Regions from separate parts of the Mus musculus genome. Here all the other regions are linked to region 2. The links are chromatin contacts, called in public HiChIP or PLAC-seq maps. All regions are on one chromosome and are shown on one strand. The core of a region is the stretch at or near the end of the contact, and the rest is flanking DNA. Distances in the headings are between cores, read along the strand shown.

Region 1 (3,968 bases), core at 52-2,551, 76 kb before region 2:
TGTCCTGGAAACTCCGTCCTAATCCAGTTGGTCCGGGGTGGGGGGGTGCAGCTAGTACTGCCCCTGCCAGGATACAGGCTGGCTCTCCTAAAAACACTTTAGGTGGATTGAACAGGATGGTCAGAGGGACTGTTTACATTATAGTGTTTCCAGTATCTGGTCTGGGGCTGAATATTATTTAACCCTCACTGGCTGTGCCCACTCTACCTTCCACTGACCTGCATAGATTTGTTCTGGACAGGCCACGTCTGGATCTCAGTGAAAATCCCTAGCTGTATTTTTCTGTAAGTGTACTCCAGTTGTATTTGTGACGCGCTCGCAGGATTGTTAAATATCCACCACCACAACAGACACACGTTTTTTGTATATGCCCCTGCCCCATTATCAGCTGCGGAAGACCACGGCATCATTCTAAGCTGGCCATCAAATTAAAGCATTGCTACTGCTTTTCTTTGCACTGAAGCTTCGTCCTTAGTTATCTTGGAGCGCTGCATACTTTCCTCCCACGCCCACACCATCTCTCCCTCCCCCCACTCCATCCATCCTCCCGCTGTTTCTGTGAGGTTAAGAAAACAAAGGTCCTGAAGGAATCCAGAGAGCCTTTAGACTCTTCCAGCTGCAGCATGAAAAAGCAAACACATCTGTGCTTGATGTCCAAGGGTGAGATTGACTGGAAGAACGGAAGAGAGGATGCGATGAACTCCCGAGAGACGAGAGGTTTTGCATCCTGACTCCCACTAGTAATGAGAGGTTCCTAAAAATCTCAGCTTCTCTCTGCCAGCCTAGTTAATCATGCTGCCCAGGCAAAATGCCCCCTCCTTGATGCCCAGCCTGTTTTTTAGTGTGTTCCTTGGTCAGAAGGTAGCCATACAACTCTGGCTTCTCAGCTCAGGAAGGCAGCTGAATCTAGTTACTGCCCGTTAGTGCTGCTCCCATTGTCTGTTGAAAGAACCGGAGTCATTCTGTTTGCTTTCTCCCCTGTGCAAGCAAAACTTCTGCAAGAGACACCTCTCTCCCATTCTCTCCCTCTCACCTCAGCTTACCCAGGGTCATTGCAAAGAACCCTGGATGATGCTGGCTGGTCCTCTGTCTGTGCTTCCATTAAGCATCCCTTCACTGGCTCAGTTTGCCCCCAAAGACTTTAAAGGGACAGAAGAAGAGTCAGCTGTTAGATACCGGCAGAAATTAACTTACCGAGAGTGCTTGCTTCTTTCCCACTCTTGCAGGGGCCTCTCCTTGACGCTGAGCTCTTGAGTTCCTGCAGGCTCTGTCTCCCTGAACAGCTCCAGCCAATTTGAAGGATGAAGAAGGGGTGGGGCCAGAGGTGTGGGCGGGGTTTCTCCTCTGCTGGTGGGTGGACTGAGGAGCCAATGGAGCAGCCGGTGTCTCTAAGGAGGGGGAGGAAGTGCGCGCGGAGGAGCACAGCCAGTCTTGGCTTGCCGCCAGTTTGATTATTCACCGTACTGATGTCATCGAATCACAGGAATTTTCAGAGTTGGAGGGGACTTAAGACTCATCCTGTTTTAAAACCCCGGTCTCAAAGGCCTAAAAGGAACTGTAAGGATCTGCTGCTCTAAGCTCCTGTCTTGACCCATGAGTTTATAGTTCTAAACAGCCCCGCCCAGTTGGGGATGGGGGAGAGGTCTTCTGGAATTTGAAGCAACTACCCCTCAGGACACGTGGGCAATTAATTGGCCGGGCAGATGATGATAAGCTGGGTTGGGTGTGACTGGAGATAGAACGCACATGACTTTTGGTGCGCTCCCTACCTCTGACCTGCTCTCCTAGACTGAGGTGCTTCTCTGCGGCATCTCAGCAGAGATCTCTCAGAGAATTGAGAAAAGTGGGGAAATGGGCAGGTCTCTCAGCCTCAGCACCCTGAAATTCTATCCTAAGCCATCCTTCTTCTAAGCCCCACACCCCGGAGGCAGACAATAAAAGCTCCTGAAAACTACTATTCTGATGACCCTTTCACAACCTACCAAAGCCTCGGCAGTCTCGGGGCACCAGGTCACCCAAAATTCCAGTTTAGTCTTCATCTGCAGCTGCTTGCACATCAGAGGGGTGGGCGAGTGGCCTCTGTCAATCTCGGCTGGCGTGGAGCTGAGAGGAGGGTTTCTCAGTAATCACAGGTGCCCTGAGTTTTGCTAAATGCACACTCCCCTCCATAAACACACACACACACACACACACACACACACACACACACACACATCCTCCGAAACCCCAGCTTTTGTGTTTCTACCACCTGTGAGTCTGTTTCCCCTGTCAGACTCCGGGGGGTGGGGGTGGGGGGGGGTGGGAAGCAAGACTGAAGAGCCAGAAATACAAATGGGAAGCTGATACCATAACAATGGGAACTTTGATTTTAGTCAAAGGATTGCAGGGGGGTGGGGTGGGGGGAGTGAAAATAAATCTTAATGATATCACATCCTGGGAAACTTGCCTAGGAGCCCTTTGCTCCAAAGGGCTCCAAGTACAATAACTTGGGGGCAGATGGATAAGAAAATGAAGTGCTGAAGAAAGAGTTCCTAAGGCTAGCTTCTGCAATGGGGGTCCTCTCTGTAGTGTGTGTCACCTGTGGGGGCAGAGAGTTGGCTTAATGATCCCTTTGTTGGGGGCAATGGAAGTGGACAGCTGACGAGGTATCAGGACAAAAACCATGATGAGAAAACTAATTAAGAAGTGATGTGATTCCCAGGATAGCCCAAGGAAAGAGAAGTGGGCAAGAAGCTGACAACACAGCTATTAACCAGGAGGCAGGTGCTCTGTGTACAGACTAAAAGCATCTCCTTTAAAAGGGGATCAGCTTTTAAGGACAAATGAGGTAAATATCCAGATGGCATTATTGGGAATACACTGCTGGGATGTAGGGACTCCTCATGCATGCCATGGCTGGTCCTGCCCTGAAATTAGACCCTATTAAGGCCCAAGGCTCATAGACCTGCATCTCCCTGCCCCATTTCTCCCCGAGGACACAGGGATGGGCTATTAACAAATGCTGAGGTGGTGAGGGACTTTTCTTTGTGAGGGACTTGACCAGAGGACACCCCTCATCTCATACTTCTGGAAGTTACCCCAGTTGAATTCACTGTTTAGTTCTCCAGGCTAGACCCATGGAATTGTTTCCTTTGTCTGTTCTCAGTCTAGAGTTAACAGACGTTCGCTCATATCCGCTTAGAAGTAGTAAAGGCAGCATATACTGTCCAGGCCTTCATCTGCACTGGAGACTTACACTGGCTAGCTGGACCAGGTGGGTGAATTGCAGGCTCATGCACTCCCTGAGGAAAAAAATGGATAGGACAAAGCAAAGTCCTCTTGGAGATGGTGATAGCTATGAAGAATCGCTTACCAGACTGTACAAGAGGGATTTGCACTATTCTAACAAATCGTTCGAAGTGATGAAAATGAAAAGTTAAAAATCAGGCAATTCTCCTGGAGCAGACTTCTGAAATTTTAACCTAATAACAATAAGTTTTAAAATTCCACACATGATTATAAAACCTTGGGTTCTGTTTGTTTGTTTGTTTGCTTGCTTGCTTGTTTTGGAACTATGTAACTCAGGCTGACCTTGAACTCCAAGAATGCACCATCCAGAAGCCTGGTCTAAACCATTGTTTTGATCATGTGACACTGAAGATAATTTAGATGCTCAAAAATAGAGGAGTATTGGCATTCGACATATCAGCATAGTACAGTATTGTATGGTCTGAGGATGATTGATACCACAGTTATATAGACATACCAAAATTAGGAATATCACCTTGCCCCTAAGTGTGATGTAAATTCTATAAACCCCACAAGGATGAGTAGATAAAGATTAAAACACAGCATTAGGGCTCGATTGCTGTAGCAACGGATGGATTTTTCTTTTCAGTTTCTTTCATGGTACCTGCATACCACTCTGAGAAAAAGAAAGTGACTTCATACCAGATGCAGGCACATCTGGATATGCCCAGCTCATGAAT
Region 2 (3,875 bases), core at 1,058-3,557:
TGAATTTTCAAAACATTTTTGTGCCACTTCCCGTGTCCCCTCCCACTTTGCTAACTGGGGTCTATTGCAGGCCGGCCTTGATCTCCCTAGAGGATGACTTTAAACTGCTGATCTTCCCGCCTCCCAACTGCCCAAACACCACCATGGCTTGTCTTTATGTGATACTTCAGCACTTCATGCATGCTGGGTGTCTTAGTTAGGGTTTTACTGCTGTGAACAGACATCATGACCAAGGCAAGTCTTATAAAAAACAACATTTAATTAGGGCTAGCTTACAGGTTCAGAGGTTCAGTCCATTATCATCAAGGTGGGAGCATGGCAGTATCCAGGCAGGCATGGTGCAGGAAGAGCTGAGAGTTCTGTCTTCATCCAAAGGCTGCTAGTGGAAGACTGACTTCCAGGCAACTAGGGTGAGGATCTTATGCCCACACCCACAGTGACACACCCATTCCAACCAGGTCACACCTATTCCAACAAGGCCACACCTCCAGATGGTGCCTCTCCCTGGTCCAAGGATATACAAAACCTCACACTGGGAGAACACCATACTAGCTGAACTGCACCATCAGTGGGTGTGTCAGGATCTCACAGTTAGAATTCTACTCTCTTGTCCTGGTCTCCTTCACCCAACATGAACAGTGTCAGCCACAGGCTACTCAAAAGTCAGAAAATGTGTCAAGACAAGACACACCGTATTGTCTCTTGCAGGCTAGTCAATTCTGAGACAAAAAAAAAAAAAAAAAAAAAACCACACACACACACAAAAATAACTCTTTTCTAGACATAATAAAACATCACTCCCCGTTGCTCTTCCTCAGCATCGGCTCTTAGATACCTTCACGAAAACAGAATCATCCATCGAGACCTGAAGCCAGAAAACATCGTTCTGCAGCAAGGAGAGAAAAGAGTGAGTGGCGTCCCCGGGTCTCAGAGCATCTCAAGGGCCATGTGGGCTGCTCTGGCACACATGAAAGGGATGTGTGTGCTTTGGAAGCTGCCTGTTTCTGTATTTCCCTGAGGCACTCTGGTTCTCTTAAGAACCTTTTTTTTTTCTTTCTTTTGTTTTTCTTGAAACAGCAGTGCAAGCAGATTGAGGCAAGCTTAGAAGTATAACATTGGAGTTTTATTTTCATCTTTATTTTCTCCAGCTCTGAATGTAGTACATTGTTAACTGGCTAAGTCAGAGGAACCTGATAAGGGACACAATGTTTGTTAATTCATGTCCACCCTCAACCTAACACGTCTTGGAAAGAGACTTTTTTCCCGTTTGACTTGTGAGCCTCATCTTTTGGTGAGCTGAAATGAGCTGACGTTGGCTGTGGATATGGCCGAGAAGAGACACGAAGAGCCGGCATCGGCCCATCTTGGACATGGTCCAGCTTGCCATCGCACACGAACTATCTGTAGCCCTTCTTCTCAATGGCTGCCCTACTCAAGTGTGATCATAGCCTCTCCATGGGCTTGGATGCTGTAGTTTTCCCAGCTCTGTTCAGCCAGGAGTCAGCCTCCCTCACAATTCCCAGCCCAGCCCGTGACTGTGGCAGGCTCATGGAGCTATCATCCTTCCAGTAATCCTGGATATCTCCTGAGCAGGGGCTGGCCTGGCCTCTCACATTGCCAATCCAGGCTTAGTGATCCTGAGGGATGATATGTAGGTTCTTAATTGATTGGTGGCAGACCAAGAAAAGTATCTGCCCAACATTTATAGTGCCCCAAATCTACTATGCTGAGGGTACTCTCCCGTGAATGCTGTGGCTCTAAGATGTTTAGGGACCAGTGTCCTTTGGGAACTCAGGAATGTCTTTGCTCCGATGGCAAACTGCCTTCTTACAGCCTTCAGATTTCTTCTCCCCACCCCTCCCCTCCCTTCTTTTTTCCAGTTAATACACAAAATTATTGATCTAGGATATGCCAAGGAGCTGGATCAGGGCAGTCTGTGCACGTCATTTGTGGGGACTCTGCAATACCTGGTAAGAAATGGGGCTCCAGTGTTTGCTTCTCTGATCGCTGATATTTGTATTTGTGGGTCTGTCTGTCCTTCCTACCTGTGTCTCAGTCTTGCCGGCTCCATGGATATTTAGAATTGGTAATTTACTTGTGAATGTCTTGTGCCCTCTGGAAAGACTGTTGTGAGAAGGGCTGTGTCTGTGTGCCTTTAGGAAGAGCCTGGAACCTCTGTGTGCCACGGGGTCTTATCTGATCATCTGTAGAGGCTGAGTTTCTTGGAGGGTCTCGGGAGCCAGGGAGGAAGAGGTGGGGCTGTGATTTCCCTTCTGTGTGTCATGGGGTCTGAATAATGGAATATTATCTGAGCGACTCATTCATCAGGAATATCATGTGCCAGAGATTGTACTCAGAGCTGGTATTACAACAGGAAGAGAGAGAAACATTTTCAGATCATCAAGCGCTTGGCATTTGAGGAAAAACTAAAGAAAACAGACATTTGTTACCGTGATACACAGATAATACAGAAAACACCATTGTCTTGGGTACCACTGATTAAAAACAAAAAAATGCGCATTGTGTCTAAGGATGTATACAGGGAGCACCTAACTAAGTCTCGGCCTAAAGGCAAAGGGCTAAAGTGGGAGTCGGCTGTGGAAGGAAGGGAGAGGCGATGCCGGCAGAAGTGTAGTAGATCTCCTTGGCATATCCTATTGGATATGCCATTGGAAGATGTAGTCGGGTGGCAGACAGGGGCTCAGAAAACAAAGACAGTGTCTGGAGGTGAAACTGGGGAGAAAAAAGGGGCAGATTATTGCCATCTTTTTAAAACTGGCCTTAAAAGTTTTAAACTGTGTTGTAAAAACCCTGGAATAGCATTGAAGGGCCTCACACTGGAGAAGCTAGCCTCGAAGGATGACGAGGAGAGGAATTGTACCCAACAGGAGAACCTCGACACCTGCACATCTGCTCGAGGAGAGGAGAGAGGTAGAGAGCGACTAAACTCAGGAAGTGCTCACCAGGCTGGGACACTGCGTTACACACCCGTCATCTCAGCACTTACCTACAACCCAAGTACTTGGATGGTAGAGGCAAGAAAAGAACAGGCTTGGGGCTAGCCTGGACTACACAGTGAGATCCCATCTTTAAAAAAAAAAAGTCAGGGGTGGCAGTAGATAACAGAGACTCTAAGGAAGACTTAGTAGTAGCTCACTTACGGGTGATAACAGCCATCAGCCTGTGATTGAATGGTAGAATCTGCAGTTCCGTGAACGGAAACAGGTCAGATTCTCAGGGCTGAATGAGCTTCAGCATCCTATTTCTTAAGGAAGAAATTATGCTGTTTTCCTGAATCCAGTCGTGTTTCCCACCCAGCCTACCAACTAGCGTACTCGGTTCCCTGTTCCTCTCCTACTGTATGGATGCAGCTTTCTCAACAGTGACCACAGTGACATTATTCAGGCCTTGTCTCCATATGATGTAATTATCTACTTCCTGCTGTGTACCCTCTGGGGTCCAATGTAGCTCAGCATCAATTAAGTGACGTGAACCCATGCTCTAACCGTCACGGACGAATGCTTGCCTGGCTCCTGGGACTTGAGGGCTGGCAAGAGAATGAAGCCACGGCTGACTGACAGGCACCTCTGAAGCTCCCTGCGTTATAGCAGAGAGGCAAGGTTATTCACTGAACAAGGAGGTGGGGTCTCGGAGATGGGTTTGGGTCTAGCCAATCTTCATAGGAGTCTCGATGGAGAGGAGCGGTCTCTGAGCTGTCAGTGTTGGGGGGGGGGGCTGTAATATACCTTTCCTGCACACACTTTCAGCAGTCATGCATGGACCCCCTAGGAAAGCTCTGCCATCTCTGATCCTTACCGCTGTGGGCAGGGCTTTGCCATTTCCCCGTGGGCCTGAGGCTGTGGTCCTTGACACGG
Region 3 (4,128 bases), core at 1,118-3,617, 88 kb after region 2:
CCAAGAACCTGAGACTAGATAGGCCATGGATCTAGGAGAAAAACCAAACTCTACTGTTCTAAAAAAAGGAATTTAGGTATAAAATGAGTCCTAACAATATTCTGCTATATCCGTTGTTTTTAAAACAAAATCCCAAACGTTCAATTTACCACATGAAGACTTAGAAGCCAGAAAGCTCTGGTGAAAGCCCACTAGCTCAGAGAAGCAGAGAAAGCAGCTGACTTTCCTACTCCTCTGACATCCTGGAAGAAAAAAGCTTTCTCCTTTTCTATGCTGTCTTAAATACTACTTAACTCAAAGACCGTCCTTTTGCTCACTTTCTCTCAGTCGGTTGCTTGCTCTACCTCTTGACCTGCCGGTGACTTTATTTAGCTTGTGTTTACAGAAAGCTCTGGGTGTGCTATGGTTGAGCCACACCAGAATAAGGGTTTTCCAGTGCACAGTCCTGGGGTTCTAAATGTGAGCAAATATCCTGCAACAACTCATGGATCAGTGCCTCTTTCAGTCATCATCAGAGAAGCTTCCCCCTGCAGTGGATGGGAACTAACACAGAGACTCACAACTGGACAATGTTCAGAGGGTGAGAGACCTGGGAACACTCAGTCCTAAATGGGATGTCTCCATCAAATTTCTCCCCTCAGGGCTCAGGCAACTGGAAGAGAAGTGGAAAGATTGTAAGAACCAGAGGGGTTGGGGGATGATACCAAGGAAACAGTGTCTTCTAGACACAACAGGGCTGAGTTGTGTAAGTGATGGTAGAGAAACTACTGAACTACAGGGTCAAGTCAGGTGGTGCTTCCAAGTGGACACAAGCTTCCATCCGTAACAGGAAACTATCTCTAATTGGCATCCACTTGCAAAGAAAACAAAATGGTTTTCTTCAATGGAGTCTCCATGCCCAGCCATAGAGGGACAACACAAAATGAACTCAATGATTCTGACTTTGGGCCTTTTGTTTTGTTTTACTTGTGTTTTGTGTGTATGTTATGGACTCTGTGTTTATGTGTCTACTCTCCTCGTACTTCCTCTTTATTATTTTTCTTTTTTTAAGTTCTGGTTTGTTTGACTATTTGTATTCTAAAGAGAGAAATAAAGAAGGCATGGAGTCAGGTGGTTGGGGGAATCTGGGAGGAGCTGGGGGTGGGGAAACATGACCGGGATATAGTGTATGAAAAATTATTTTCAATAAAAAGAGTTAGCGGTAGAAACATCAACAAATATTTCCAAAAAGGCCATTTGTACATAACCAAGGCACAGTACCCTCAGATTCTACGTTGCTCTAGTACTAGTGTACTAGTGTAGTTTACTCAAATCTCCTCAGTTGCTTGGTTGTGTTCAATAGCCCTTTTGTTTTATCCACAGTCCAACTGAGACTCACAAAAACACTTTAGCATTACATCTTTTTGTTCTTAAACCCTTTTCTTCATCTTTCATGACATTGAAGATTGAGCAGTTGCTTCGCAGAACGTCCCTTAATTTGGATTTGCTTTCTCGCCCATAGACAAATTACATGCTTTGTTAAGAATACTGACTCGTGGGCTGGAGAGATGGCTCAGCCGTTAAAGGCTAGGTTCACAACCAAGAATATAAGAATATCGACTTGTGTCCCTTTCTGTGAATGACAGGGCACCTGAAGTTAGCTTTAGTCACTTGGTGAAGGCGATTTTCTGGCTGTGAAGGTCCTTTCCTCTTCAGTAAATAATCCGCGGAGTGAGTGAGTCCTGGGAACCATCGGGATCTCCTTAACCGTTTGCTGGGGAATCGGTTGTCACTAAGGTGGCTCTAAAGCAGTGGTGTGTTCCTTGCACAATTCCTGCGACATTGATTTCTCTTCTAAGAAGAGCTCTCTCTCCATCCTCTCTCTCTCTTGAATTAACTTGCATGCTCTAGAAGCCCGCAGTCGCCTAACCTCTAGGGCCTGGGTTTTCTCTCATCGTTCCAACTGAGAAGACTCACATTTTAAAATTACAGTTGACCTGGGACGAAGTTCCCATAAAGACCTGCAAGTCATCCACCATAGAGAGGGTGGCAGGGTCTGGGAGCGACACTCTGGCTGGCAGCTCGCGTCCGCAGAGCCCGCCCTGGGTCTCTGCTGGCGCCCTGCCCGCCCGCGCCCCTTCAGGGGACAGTAGCTACGGCTTTGGCACATTCTCGCGAGAGCCGCGCCTCCCGGCCCAGCAAAGGTCCTCAAAGGCCTTTCGGCCATTTCCACACCACCCCGCGCCGGTCACCCGCCAGCAGGGCCCCCACTGCGCCCGCGCACTCGCCCGCGCACGCGCAGCCGGACAGTTGGCCTAGGCGCCCGCCGCGGGGCCCCTTGCACGTCTGGTCTGAGGCGCGGCGCCGCGCCGCGCGCACTCGCGCTGGGGGACGACGGGCGCGCAGGCGCACAGGCGCGGCGGGGGAGCGAGGTCGCGCAGGCGCAGACGGCGTTGGTTCGAGAAGACCTTCAGCGTTGCCTTGGTGGAGCGGGACGGGCCCACCCTCGGGTTGTAGGTGAGGCGACCGCTGCCGCGGGCCGGGTGGGCGGATGGCCGGCGGGCCTGAGGAGCCGGCCGAGGCCACGGAGGAGGAGCTGAGGGGCGCCGACCTAGGGCGAGGCGAGGCAGGGGAGACTCCGCTGCCCGGACCCTGTTGGTCGCCTGAGGGCGGGAGTCGCCGCCCTGGGCCGGCCGCGACCTTCCGCCGCACCCGGCGTGCGCACTGGCGGTCTGCCCGGGGCCAGGCTGGAAGGCGGGCGGTTTCTAGAGAGGACGAGTCCCGGAACCCCAAACCTACACCCGACCCTGTCCTCACCCCGCTGTCTGGTGTGTCCAGCACTTGTCAGGCGTGTCTTGCACTCCCGACGGCCGAAGGGTGGATGCTCTTCATGCATCTTAAAAAGCAGAAACAAGGAACAAAAGAGAAGCTGTCTCCTCTAGTTAGTGCCTTTTGTCGTCCTCTCAGGCTCTAATGCAGCCTCAGGGCATGGTGCATAGCTGTCTTGTAGCGCTAAGATGATTGTGAGGTTGTAGCTTGACTCTCGAGTAACATGGAGTCCGGGTTTTCTCGATTTTTTTGCTTGATCATACCAGCAGTGCATTTCCCATTAGAATCATGGGTCCGAGTAAGGGACAGTTTGGGCATGAACGACTTCAGTTATCCACTTGACTTTTGCAAAGTGATGATTTTTGAGAAACAGTGGATCAAAAACGCTAAACGCAGCTTGTAAATAGCACTTAGACATTTCGACCACCTTGGTTTATTTTCTCCCTGATCAGTATGAAAACCTAAAACTGTATAAACGTTTCTGTCTGAATACGTAAGACCTGTGTTTCCTCCCTCCTAGAATGATGGCAAAAGATTTACATTACTACCGGGACTGTAAAATTACCCTGCTAGTGGACTCCAAACTCTGTAACATAGAGCAGAATTTTATTATAGATTGATGTAGAACATCAATACCACTCATTTGCCTTGACTCCTTAACTTTTCCTTTTGATTGATGCCTTGGATAAAACCCGTGGCATCAATTATAGATCCTCTTCTATGTAAGATAAGTGCTTTACCCATACGCCATCCCCATTTCTCTATAAATTTTGGGTGTGTGTGTGAACTTGTTTATGTGGTGTATGTACACGTTTGTGTGCACATCCGTATGCATGTGGAGTCCAGTGGTTGATGTTGGGTATAGGTCTCCTCACTGAACTGAGAAGTCTTCCTGTCTCCGCACTTTCCCTACCCCAGTGCTGTGTGGGTCCTCATATGCAGTTCCTCATGCTTGTGTGACAGACACTTTGCCAATTGAGCCATCTCCTTTGCCCCGACTTTATATATGTTTTTTTTGTATGCTCTTTCCTCTTAACTTTATATCATAGTGTGTGCATGTGACAGGTACAAATTTTCAATGACTTTCCAGTTAGGACATAAGTCTTGCTGAATATGGTGGCACACAGCTATAATCCTAGCTCCCCGGAAGCTAAGGACTATCATATGTTGAGAGAGGTCAACCTTGCTACACAGTAAGTTTGAGGTGAGCCTGGGCTATAAACCAAGGCCCTGTTTATTTATAGGCAAAAGCCTAGCAGGAATTGGATTAAGAGTTGGACTGACTGAGTATAAATATACAGGGTAGTTATTTAAATGATT

What was found. HiChIP or PLAC-seq counts read pairs in DNA pulled down with a chosen protein or histone mark.
Region 1: an H3K27ac HiChIP or PLAC-seq map of embryonic fibroblasts shows a contact between it and region 2, with 15 read pairs. The contact joins the promoter of Plat here to the enhancer-like site in region 2. A contact is called at or near these places in 9 of 39 promoter capture datasets (the 3T3-L1 cell line, the C10 cell line, embryonic stem cells and 3 more), 1 of 15 datasets of contacts at CTCF or cohesin (the NIH/3T3 cell line), 13 of 484 Hi-C or Micro-C datasets (the AML12 cell line, B cells, the C2C12 cell line and 5 more), 6 of 115 datasets of contacts at active chromatin or transcription factors (bone marrow-derived macrophages, double positive thymocytes, embryonic fibroblasts and 3 more) and 3 of 9 other capture datasets (adipose tissue, embryonic stem cells and liver).
Region 3: a contact with region 2 is called in a CTCF HiChIP or PLAC-seq map of the NIH/3T3 cell line, with 9 read pairs. The contact joins the promoter of Vdac3 here to the enhancer-like site in region 2. A contact is called at or near these places in 1 of 39 promoter capture datasets (macrophages), 1 of 15 datasets of contacts at CTCF or cohesin (the NIH/3T3 cell line), 1 of 484 Hi-C or Micro-C datasets (CD8 T cells), 2 of 115 datasets of contacts at active chromatin or transcription factors (the 230-238 cell line and embryonic stem cells) and 3 of 9 other capture datasets (adipose tissue, liver and pancreatic islet).

The regions. Positions count from the first base shown.
Region 1 is chr8:22,755,055-22,759,022 of GRCm38.p6, reverse strand. Plat (plasminogen activator, tissue) reads right to left here and starts at 1,301. Exons shown (of 14, transcript NM_008872.3): 1 at 1,195-1,301.
Region 2 is chr8:22,679,758-22,683,632 of GRCm38.p6, reverse strand. Ikbkb (inhibitor of kappaB kinase beta) reads left to right here. Exons shown (of 22, transcript NM_001159774.1): 6 at 819-907; 7 at 1,881-1,970. Among named protein-coding and RNA genes, the nearest start is that of Ikbkb, 25 kb to the left of the region's middle. Within about 2 kb of position 2,307, at least 15 of the 459 cell types and tissues checked have an H3K27ac peak or open chromatin away from gene starts, as enhancers often do. A contact at or near this core is called in the 230-238 cell line, the NIH/3T3 cell line, embryonic fibroblasts and 1 more, where this site is marked.
Region 3 is chr8:22,592,052-22,596,179 of GRCm38.p6, reverse strand. Vdac3 (voltage-dependent anion channel 3) reads left to right here and starts at 2,367. Exons shown (of 9, transcript NM_011696.2): 1 at 2,367-2,496.